2 separate regions of the Mus musculus genome follow, and region 2 is linked to region 1. A link is a contact called in public HiChIP or PLAC-seq data. All regions are on one chromosome and are shown on one strand. Each heading gives the region's core, a stretch centred on a gene start, on an enhancer-like site or on the middle of the called end of the contact. The rest is flanking DNA. Distances are from core to core; before and after follow the strand shown. Region 1 holds the start of Zkscan2 (zinc finger with KRAB and SCAN domains 2). Region 2 overlaps Il4ra (interleukin 4 receptor, alpha).

The links. HiChIP or PLAC-seq counts read pairs in DNA pulled down with a chosen protein or histone mark.
Region 2: an H3K4me3 HiChIP or PLAC-seq map of embryonic hindbrain shows a contact between it and region 1, with 19 times the contacts expected there. The contact joins the enhancer-like site here to the promoter of Zkscan2 in region 1. A contact is called at or near these places in 6 of 39 promoter capture datasets (embryonic stem cells, frontonasal cranial neural crest, liver and 3 more), 1 of 484 Hi-C or Micro-C datasets (the STO cell line) and 8 of 115 datasets of contacts at active chromatin or transcription factors (VIP interneurons, astrocytes, embryonic forebrain and 5 more).

Annotation. Positions count from the first base shown.
Region 1 is chr7:123,496,182-123,501,986 of GRCm38.p6, forward strand. Zkscan2 (zinc finger with KRAB and SCAN domains 2) reads right to left here and starts at 4,445. Exons shown (of 7, transcript NM_001081329.2): 1 at 3,388-4,445; 2 at 2,405-2,591. The coding sequence starts at 3,786.
Region 2 is chr7:125,568,752-125,574,599 of GRCm38.p6, forward strand. It overlaps Il4ra (interleukin 4 receptor, alpha), which reads left to right. Exons shown (of 11, transcript NM_001008700.4): 5 at 272-423; 6 at 1,191-1,342; 7 at 2,683-2,839; 8 at 4,100-4,199. Among named protein-coding and RNA genes, the nearest start is that of Il4ra, 19 kb to the left of the region's middle. Within about 2 kb of position 3,395, at least 19 of the 459 cell types and tissues checked have an H3K27ac peak or open chromatin away from gene starts, as enhancers often do. A contact at or near this core is called in liver, where this site is marked.

The DNA of each region.
Region 1 (5,805 bases), core at 3,195-5,694:
TTCAGTCCTGACTTCCTTTGATGTGGAAGTGGAAGTGAAATCAACTCTTTCCTTTCTGCGTCGCTTTTGGCCATGGTGTTTATCACAGCAATAGAAACCCTAAGTAAGACACCAGAAACCTGGGACTTCTGTAAAATCTCAAATTGAAAATCTTAAGTACAAAGAGCAAATCCTCCAAATCCCAAACAACAATTCTTTGTAGGTAAACTATAACAAGTCCCATTTGGTGTACAGGTTATCAGTTTGTCATCCCTCACAGAAGTTGACAGTTTCAGAACCAAGAACTTACTTAAGTCCTGCCAACACAGCAAACAGTACAGCCATGGGCACAGCAAACATTTAAAAAAGCCCCCTCAGGGTAGGAGAAAAGTGAACGTTTTATACAGCAGTCCCGGTGGTCTATCTCCTGCTCAGAGTTCACCAGGGAAGCTGACAAGTGTACCTTACTTGTGAGCAGACCTCAGAATCTTGAGCTACCTACTTTCTATAGAGATTAAAAACAACAAACAAACAAACAAACAAACAAACAAAACCCAGCTTATTTCTAAAAATTACTTTTTTTTTTTCCGAGACAGGTTTCTCTGTATAGCCCCGGCTGTCCTGAAACTCACTTTGTAGACCAGGCTGGCCTCGAACTCAGAAATCCGCCTGCCTCTGCCTCCCGAATGCTGGGATTAAAGGCATGCGCCACCATGCCCGGCTAGAAATTACATTTTATCTGAGTATTTTGAATATGTGTATGTGCTCCAGTGCTCGAGTGCGCGCGCGCCATTACTTGTGTATGGATGCTGGAGGACAGCTCCCAGGAGTTGGTCCTCTCTTTCCACCACGTGGGTCCTCGGGACTGAACTCAGGTCATTAGTCTTGGCAGGAAGCATTTTTACCTGCTGAGCCATCTTACCAGCTCCCAAATAATTTTCTTGGAAACAACATAGTCTCTGAAAAGCATATGGCTGGAATCACATTCCTTTAGAGCTAGTCATCTTTCTGGGAAATCTAGCCCTCAGATTTCGGATCTCCATTCCTCAGTCTTCAACAAGCTAAAAAACCTTTTTATCATCACAGATGCCAATGAGGATAAGACATTATAAATACCCATCTGCTGCCACATTGAGTTTATCAGCTAAAGTCATTTAGAACTATCTAACCCATACAATACAGGGAGCTAGGATGCTCAGGAACGCCCTGGCTAATTCAGAATCCACTAATATTTGCAACACATTCTTTTATTTAGGGTTGGATTCAGCAATGGCAGTAGAGCCATTGCGAATATTTCCAATTTTTTGAGTCAGAGTTGAAGTTTAAGAATAATTTTGACAGTTTCGGAGAAAGTAAAAATGGGGGAGCTGGGTTGTGAACTCAGGTCTGTTTGCCTCTTCCAGCCTAAGATCTTAACCTCTAGGTATTAATCCTTGTTTTCATGCTTCTTGCCCAAGATCATAGTCTTGGGGAAGACACGATGTGAATGAAGCCTTCAGATAGGATCCTCCCTCAACTCGCTTCTGGCCTGGGATGAAGCCACACTTCAGGAGATGGACAGGAACCTGGACTGGGAAGGACAGAACATCTCTTTCCCCCATATTTGACTTTCTGTATTCATATGGGCAGATCTGAATGCTGGTTGTCTTAGTATTTTACTGCTGTGAAGAGACACCATGAGCAGGGAAAGTCTTATAAAAGAAAACATTTAATTGGGGCTGGCGTAGAGTTTCAGAGGTTTGGTCCATTATCATCATGGAACCAAGAATGGCAGCGTGCAGGCAGACATGATGCTGGAGAAGAGAGTTCTATATCTGATCTGCGGGCAGTGAGGAGACTGTGTGCCACACTGAGAGTAGCTTAAGCATAGGAAACCTCAAAGCCTGCCCCCCACAGTGGCACACTTCCTCCAGCAAGACCACACCTCCTAACAGTGCCACTCCCTATGGGCCAAGCATTCAAACACATGAGTCTGTGGGCACCACACCTATTCACAACAGCACACTGTCCCTTGTTTGGGAGTCTCACCTTTTATCCCTCTCATACATCATGCTGGGATGCCTGTTCTTATGAGTCAAGTTTTGGAATAAAAATGCCCCGTTTCCATTTCTTAATAGTTTTTCAAGAGCACACATACATATAGCATAACTAAAGACACAAACTGAACATTGAATGGGCATTTTAAAATAACAATAAGATTCAAGGTTTCCCTGGACAATCTAAGTTTGCATAATTTCCATCTTTATGATCCCATTTTATTTTGGTAGTAAATAATTCTGATTCTTGAAATAGATGAAAAATTTACTTCAAATATTCAATTTACTTGTCAAATGGATATTGAAGGGACCTCTACTGAGTGAGCCATAGTGTTAGGGATACAGTATAAACTACACGGTCTCTGACCTGGTGTACTCTGAGTCCTTACCATTCTTAGGTAATGGCCTATGTTCCCTTTTTTGGTTCAGCTGTTCTTGGTGTCCTGAGTGGAGGCTTCCAGCTTCCTCCAGAGAAACAACCCTGTGCTGGGTCTCCAGTTGCTCTGGCTCAAAGTCAGCTACTTCCCACACAGTTCTAGGTGGGGCTTGCTTCTCTGAAGGCAGAGGGCTACTGACCTGCAAAACAAAGTCAACATCAACAAAGAAAATCGGAGGAAAGGAATTGCAGTCCCAACAGAGACGTTAAAGGGCAGGAGAACTGAGGGGGGAGAGGATCTCCACGGACGGAAGCGGGCTCACAGTCATTTGGGAATATGGGAAAAGGAGAGCGCTCTTTATTTGTGTATTTTTTTGAGGGGTCATTACTACAAAGTCCTCTTATATATCAGGTGCACAGAGAACTAATCAGAACACTAGTGAAGTGAAGAATCACAAAATCAACTCCTGAGCACACCCTGTGCAAGGTGAGACTGTAAACCTGTCAGACACTGAGGACTTCACACGGTTAACAAGAGGGCGCTGAGAATAACTACAGACCGGCAAGCAGGGACATAGAAAAATGATGATCTGGCCGTTAAACTGGATGAGCGCGGAGGAGCACGGCACAGAGAGTATTTCACAGGACACCTGCTGGAATGGTAAGGGTTAGGGAGGGCTCTGGAGATCCATGAGATCTCCCTCTCCCACCAAACCCTGTGAGGCATTAGCTATTTAATACTGTCTCTATCGTTTTGGTAGAAACATTATACTGAGGATTAGAACAAACAAACCATACTTTTAGTTTAATTTGCAAGATCATAGTTCAACCAAAATTCTCTCCTCCATTTAGTATGAATTTCAAATCTGCTTTTTGGGGAATTTGGTTTCCGGATCTTTTAAAAGTCCCATTTATTTCTATAATGAGCTCTTCTTCCAGAAATGTAGCCCTGCCCACCTGCCTTTCCCACCACATCCCTTTAAAATCCTCGCTCACCTGCTTTCGAAGTCTTCTGGTCTCTTTCTCCAAATGCACTACTAGGGCCACCGCCTCCTCTCCGCTTTCTGGACATTGCTTCTGCGCCCAGGTCTGAATCTTCTCAGGCAGAATGGTGAGAAACTGTTCGATTACCAGCTGCTCGAGGATCTGTTCCTTGGAACGCATTTCTGGCTTCAGCCACCGACAGCAGAGTTCCCAGAGTTTACTGAAAGCTTCATGGGGTCCTGTCACATCCTCATAACAGAACTGCCTGAAGCATTTACGGAAGGACTCACATTCAGTGCTGCCTGATCTTTCCAGAATGGGCTCCGATACCCACTCGGAGTCCTTTTCCACTTTCATTATGAGGCACTCCTCAACTTCCACGTCGATCTGAGGGTTCATGACAGTAGCCATGATCCAATGGGGCCAACAGGTCTAGCTCCAAGTCAGGGCCCAGAGAAGCTTCCGAGTGCCCTCCACTTAATGCCCTTGGAAATATGGGACCGTAGAGACATAAAAGACAGCAGTTAGCTGGGACAAGGAACTCCAGGCTGATTAATCAAATTTGTACAAGGCTCTTGAAAGGGTGAATGTGCACCCACCCCAAAGTCTGCAAACCCGGCCTCTTATCCAATCAAGATGCGCCCCCTCCCATGAGGTTCTTTAAGGTGCAAGGTCGGAAAGACCTTAGGTTAGAAGCTAGGCTGGAAGGGGACCCAGGGGACTGATGCTGGGCGGAGGCGCCGATCGGGAGGGGGTGTGTCCGCGAGGCGCGGCCAGCCCTGGGGTCCTGGTCCAGGTCCAGGCCGCTGCAGGTGCCCACCAGGGGCGCGAGCGCAGGAATGTCCGGACTCGCAGCGGCGCCTGCAGCGCTCGGGGTTCCTCCGCACGAGGATGCCGAGAACCTCGGCCAGAGGGGAAGAAGCTGCGGGATGAGGCTAGGCCTCGCGGGGGGCGGCGAACGGCTGGCGCGCTGCCCTGTCAGCTCCGCCAGCGCAGAGCGCGGGGGGCGCTGGGAGCCGCGGCCACGCATGCGCCGCTCGCGACCGGGGTCCGTGCGAGGCTTCCTCGCGGGCAAGGAGGGGGGCGGGAAGGCATGCGTGGAGGAATCTCGCGAGAGCGCGCAGCACCGCGACTTGCCGCCGAGGGACTTTAGGAATGAGGGTGAAGGGAAATTCTGGGCGGAGGGACACGCTGAGGTCTGATCCTATTCCTCCAGAGATTGTGAAGCAGGACGCGAGCTAGCGTCCTGCCTCAGGCCAGGCAGACGTTGCGGGAGGCTGGAGTAATTTCTTTAGTGGAAGGGGTGCGCGCGTGTGTGTTGGGGTTGCGGGTGGAGGGACTTCTTTGTGACAACTGGCGGAGGGATTACAGTCAGCATCTGGCTGTGCATGGATTGCTACTGTCTGGGAGCCTTGGTTGGAGCCAGGACTCCTGAGGAAGGATGTGTGGCTAGCTCTGTTCAAATGTATGGTCAGGAGAAGGCTTATTTTCATTTTGGGGAATCTCTTAATTACCCAAGGCTCTGAGGTCTGAGTAGCCAACGGGCTATCTGGGACCTAATAGGACCGGGCCTAGATTCCCCTACTGCTGCAAAACTTCATAGCTAGATGTCTCAGAGCCTGCTGGCTCATAAATGTCTGTCCTGTAAGTGCCTACTTTGTGACAATGTTTTAGGCTCTTGGCATCGTTAGTGGGCAGCACAACTCTTATTCTCAGAGGCAGGTAGCTTATTAGAAAACAGACCAATGACTTATTTCTCAAAGGTTTTGCCATGATTTGGCTAGTTCTAGCATCGAAGCGGCATAGAGAATACCATAAGGATAAATGGCACGGCATAAACTGAAGGAAGGTCAGAACGGAATAATCCGCGGGTGCATCTAGTTAGTATCTGCCACGGGAGAGATGGAGCCAATACACAGCCTGTTTTAATTGCATTTAAAGATAGTATTATTGAGTACTGGTTTCTTACCAGACATGGTGGTAGGTGATAAGCAAAACAAGATCTCCTATCATTAGTAGTTACAAATAAAGTTCTGTATACCTGGGGTGAATCCTTCCAAGAAGAGAAACACATTCAAGATTTGGTTTAGGTAAGAGGTCTGGGTGAATTTCTTGGAAGAAGTAGTACTAAGGATGAGATCCAAAAGACAGACCTCTAGTGGGGATTGAGCAAAGACTGGCCTTCACAAGAATCCCATAGAGAGGATGAGGTTGTCTCTATTTTAGAGTTTAGGGCGCTGAGACCTCAGTAAGGGTGGTGCAAGCGCTAAAGGTGATGGGGAGTCATGGGATGAGAATAGGGTCTTTTATGTACATGGCCCTCTTGTTGGTATTAAGCCAGGTGCACATCTCAGCAGCTCAAGGTCACAAACTTGAAGGCTTGTTGGACTTAGGGAGATTTACCATGAACTGTGTGAAGGAGAGTATAAG
Region 2 (5,848 bases), core at 2,145-4,644, 2.1 Mb after region 1:
CCAAGGGATGCTGGAACACCATGAATTACTTTATGCTCCATCCTGGGGTGAACTAAGTCATGGGTCTGAGAACCACAGCCAGAATAGCAGTGTCCAGAATGAAGTAGGCAAGGTCTGTGGCCAGCGAGATGCTAACCAAGTCATTTCCTCTCGTGGTCCTGATTGCTTTGGTCTTCCTGTCAGGTCGGGGGTAACCTGGGAAGTTGTGGGGGTCCCAGGGGAGTCGGTAACTATGGGTGGTCGTTCTGTAACAGAGTTTCTATGTCTGCAGAAACCTCACATGCATCCCGAGGAACAGTGCCAGCACTGTGTGTGTGTGCCACATGGAAATGAATAGGCCGGTCCAATCAGACAGATACCAGATGGAACTGTGGGCTGAGCACAGACAGCTGTGGCAGGGCTCCTTCAGCCCCAGTGGTAATGGTAAGACTTGCCTGGGTGCTCCAGTGCGGGAGGTGGGGTACACATTGACTGCAGGTCAGCTGCTGGTTTGTCATATGCCCTTACTCTACCTGGAGTCCCTGCACCGGTCTCTACCACAAACTTGCTCCACATAGCTTTGTTTTGTTTTGTGTTTTTGTTTGTTTGTTTGTTTGTTTGTATTATTGAGGACGGAACCCAGGACTCCCCAGATGCTAGGCAAATGCTCTACCACTGAGCCAAATCTCCATGCAAGTGTAGTGATAACAGGAGTTGAAAGCAAGAATTTGTTGCTCTGTGACCAAGGGCAAATCGCATTCCTCATCTGAACATCAGTTTCCAAAAGAAACTGATTATTCTTATTTTGTAGATCAGAGAAGGCAAGCAGTTTGCCTCAAGTCACACAGCTTCTCAGTGCCAGAGGCAGAATTGAAGACCACATATCTGAGACAAGAGCTCATGGTTTTCGGTCTGTGGTTAGAACTGCTGCTCAGGCCACTGGGCACCTACAAGATACTAGAATTAACCCTTGAATGAGTTTAAAGTCATCGTCACATTGACCTTAACGTACACTCTGCTATCGTGGTCTCATGTGTATGATTGCCTCAGAAGTGATGAGCCCGGTGAGTCGGCACACTCCTGGAATCCCAGCATTCAGGAGTCTAGGAAGGAGGGTCAGGAGTTCAAGGAGGTGAAGTTGTTAATAGGGACATCAAAGCAAAACAGATCTCAGGGATCAAGCCTCTCACCCAGGTGCCCTTCCTCCCCAGTGAAGCCCCTAGCTCCAGACAACCTCACACTCCACACCAATGTGTCCGACGAATGGCTGCTGACCTGGAATAACCTGTACCCATCGAACAACTTACTGTACAAAGACCTCATCTCCATGGTCAACATCTCCAGAGAGGACAACCCTGCAGAAGTGAGTGGGCGCCACGGATCCCTGCCCTTGCCTGGGCACAGGCTGGGAAGGATGCTCCGTCTTTGGAGTAGGGTGCTTGGGAGGGGGTATAGTGAACTAGAGAGCTCACTCTCGGCCAGGCTCTGCCCCAGGCATGTCCGTCCCCTTCCTGGCCCTGAATTTGCAGTGTGTAGCTGTGTTGGCCAGTGTTCTGTAGCTTAGACAAAGTGCCGAGAAAAATCAGCGGTAGGAGGAAACGTCTACTTGAATGCCTGGTTTCCTAGAGATCAGTCTGTGGTCTCATGGCCCCATTACTCTGGGTATAGTGTTGAGGCCAAGCGTCGTAGCAGAAGCATGGTGGAGCAGAGCTGCTCAGCTCATGGTGGCCAGGAAGCAGACACAGACAGATAGACAGACAGACAGGCACACACGAGCATATGTCCACTTTCGTAATATTCCCTGAGAACATTCTCCTGACTCCCTGTCCACACACTAGGTTCCGCCATTTCACAGTAGCTCCACTCTAGGAAGCAAGCCTTTACCACATGGACCTGAGGGAACAGTCTGAGTCCAGACCACAGCATCAGGAAGAAGACTCATCCCTGCCATCTTAACTCAGAAAGGGGGCTTTTGGGCCACACCTGCTTCCCAGCCAGAGACACATGAGATTATGTGTGGCAGAGTAGTCACTTCACTCTTGGTCACATTTGCTATTGTGTGTTGTTCATGGCGACCCGTCGTAAGTGCATAGATAGGAGTAGAATTGAGCTGGGTTTAGTGGCCCATGCCTGCAATCACAGCTCTCAAGAGATTGAGGCAGGGGGATGGGAAGTTCTTGACTAGCCTGGGTTACATAGACCCTTTCAAACAACAACAATAACAAACAAAATCCTTCTACCTTCCTTCCCCCCCCAAAAAATAATTTCTACACAGCAGGTGTCATCAGATAGACGAAGTCAGGTGCCGATAGTGGCTGCCTGGTCCCTGCTTTAGAAACAGGCAGAGGTCATTTCCTGCTATGCTTGTCTTCCTCCCCTCCTTCCTAGCATTCCCTCTGCTGGGATGACCGGGAACCAGAGTGACCCCTCTGAGGTCACTTACTCAATCTCACACAGCGTAGTCTTACTTTATGATATGTTCAAACCCAGCTTAACCCACTTGTCCAGATAATAGTTGCTACCAGTCATTGGAGAAGTCAGGGGAGGGCTGACAACCTCCATCTCATTCTCCCCTTAGCAGTGGCAGGGATGTGGGAATGATCCCATTTCCAGCACTGAGGGAGTACCCAGGGCAGCAGCCAGGCTGGGAACCGACACACGTGTCTGCCAGCTCTGTATTCATATGTCCCTGTCTTCCTTCAGTTCATAGTCTATAATGTGACCTACAAGGAACCCAGGCTGAGCTTCCCGATCAACATCCTGATGTCAGGGGTCTACTATACGGCGCGTGTGAGGGTCAGATCCCAGATACTCACTGGCACCTGGAGTGAGTGGAGTCCTAGCATCACGTGGTACAACCGTGAGTATCAGGGTCGTAGGCTGTGAGGATCTCTACAGCCGTGTATATTCTCTGTTCAGAAATTCCCTCTGGCTGACCGTGGCGTTTTCCGTTCTAGGATGCCTCTAACTATACATCCCTGTGGCTGTGGTGTGGTGATCCGAGGGCTGCACTAACACACAGATTTCTGTGGTTGTCACTGTTCAGGGCCACAGAATGACTGAGTCTTCTTTCTATACAGTATGCAGTAGCTGGATAGTCAGGACTGGGGAAGGTTGTGTGAGGTTGACTCGGTGGTACCGCTGAGGAGGAAAAGGGCTTGTCCAGAGCAGGCGTGATGTACAGCGCACATTGTTTTTTTCAGCAAGTAATGAAAATCTGTGACTGAGTGACCTTGGGGGCTGCGGTGGTGAGGAGAGCTCACGGGAATCCTGGAGCAGTGTAGCTGGCGTGTCAAAAGCAGAAACGCAGGAGATGGGTCAGTGCGCCGAGGCCCGGAGTTTAAATCCCCAGAGCCCACGTAAAAGCCTTGCGCAGTAGCACGCATGCGTAATCCTGATGGAGCAATTAGGAGAAGCCGGTGGCCGGCTAGCCTGTGCAGACTGTGAAAACAGAGCATCTGAAGCTGTGTGAAAGGCTAGCTCGCCTGTGCTCCTCAGATCCTGACATACGCCATCTCGAGCAAAAGATTAACAATCGATTAAAACCCACACATGAAAACAAAGAAACCAGTTAGCTCCAGATAAAAGCAAATGCCAGGAAGGAAAGGAGGCAGAGGGCAGGGGTGGAGGAGCAGGTGGGAGAGGATGACGTCAGAGAAATCTCAGTGGCCGTGAACAAGGAAGATATTCCAGGGCTTGTTCTGAATGTGTGATCTTTTAAACCATGTGGCCCTCTTAGCCTGTGAGAAAAGTCCATTTCTAGCCCTGCTGAACAGAGAAGCCCAGGGGAGCAACCAACTGGCCTTCGGTCACTCAGCAAGGACCTAGTAGAGGCTGGCTTTGAACTTGAGCCCTCCAGGGCACTTGACCTCTGAGCTTTGGGAAAACAAGCGAGGCAGCTTCACGCTGTTGTGATCTGGACTTGGATCAGGGCCAGTGAGGACAGGGACAGGGATGGGTGTGATAAGGACTTGGTGTGTAAGAGGGAGAGTTGGGGAGACAGGTGGGAGGGCTATCTGTAGCCAGGTAACCAAGGGTCCCAGGGGAACCCCCAGTGTGGACGCGGACTGCACATGACACAGGGCGGCCTCCCCATTCATGACTGTTTTTCTCCTTGCAGACTTCCAGCTGCCCCTGATACAGCGCCTTCCACTGGGGGTCACCATCTCCTGCCTCTGCATCCCGTTGTTTTGCCTGTTCTGTTACTTCAGCATTACCAAGTGAGTTCCTGCTTTGGCTGGTGTCTCTGGCTGGCCCTTCAGCAGTGCTCTCAGAGGTCACAGTCATTGTGCTGGCTGAGAAAAGGCTGGAAGTCTGCCTCGAAGGGCAGGGCAGGGCAGCCTGTGGCTGGAGGCTTCTCCACAGTGGCTGTGCTCTGGAATAAAGAGAGCTAGGTTGGGGGACAGTAATGGTGGCTGCTCTGGAGAGAAGGAGCTGGCTTGGGGCTAGGGAGGGGTTGTTTGGGGCATAGAGAAGATGGGAGCTCTGTCCCTCTCAATGCCCATGGTATGGTCCCGGCACTGGGCATGTGGTAGGAGCAGAGGAATTTGAGCAGATGCTGTGAATATAGTAGGGTTTGAGTGAGACCCGGAAGTGGCGCTTGCTGGCAGGTAGCTGGTCAGCTACCTGGGCTCCTCTGTGGGCTCAGAGTGACCATGAGAACAAGACCTCCAGAGGAGTCTGGGCAGAGCCGGTAGAGGGGGAAGATTCACTTCTGGTGAGTTCTACCTTGGAGTCTCAGACCCAGAGCCATGTTCTTTTAGAAGTGAGATTAGAAGTCACTTCGAATTAGGGCTGTGCAGGTACCCGGTACCCGCCGCCTGGCTAAGTGCAGGGAGTGCCAGAGCCTCTCCTCTCCGTGGCTTGCCACTCATAACCTCGTCAGTCACCCGGGGCTAGGCACTGCTGTTCTGATGCAGAGTTTCTCTGTGTCCTGTTGCCCTTCCCTTCTCCCACGTGATGCCCCTGCACCCCGCAGCCCGCAGTTCTCAAAGGCACATGGCACGTTCTTCCATAGAGTCTTAGCCATGCCCCCACCCTAAACGTTCTGCCCCTTCACTTTTCTGGGCTGTTCCCTGCAACCCCCAACTCTGCTTCTCTCTCCTACCTTCCTCTCTTATACATTGTGGTCTTCTTGTTTGTCTTTTTAATTGTTTTGAAACCCAGGGTCTTACACATGCCACCCTATCTCTGAGCTCCACTCTAGCCTCCTGCTTACTTTTGCTTGGAGACAGGGTCTTGCCAAGTTACCTAGGCTGGTCTCCAACTCTCCTCAGCTCAGGAAGGTCTGGCACTTTGACTCTTCCTGCCCTGTCTCCTGAGTGGCAGGGATGATTTCCGGTCACCATCCCTGGCTGTGGTTTTTGCTCATCAGCACTTATGGTGGTGAATGAGTGTCATGTGATCATGCCTGCATTTGCTTCTTGTTTCTCTTGAAGGCGACCCACAGGGGCTTCTCCACTGGCTGTTTTTCTGGCTTAGTCCCTGTGGCCCTAGTACCTTGATGCTCAGAAAATACTATGGGAAGACGGAAGAGTGAAAGTCATAGGGGCCAGTTAGCCCAGGAAGAAAGGAAATGCCCGCTTCCACACGGCCCCTGACCTCTCAAGCCTGTTAAAGCCAGCATGGTCAAAAGGGACTTTTGAGGGAGCGGGATCCTTGCTGTATAGCTTGAGGCTTTGGTAGTGTGGATAGGTCAAGCAGCCCTGCCAGCATCAGGCTCTCCCTGGGCACCTCTCCCAATTCAGAATGGTAGTGGTGATGGACAGTTAGGACCAAGATTGTTCCATATCCAAAATGGGATCAGTGTGGCCTTCGTGCCCTGGGAGGAGTGACGGCCAGGACACTTGGAAGAGCACCTTGGCCACTG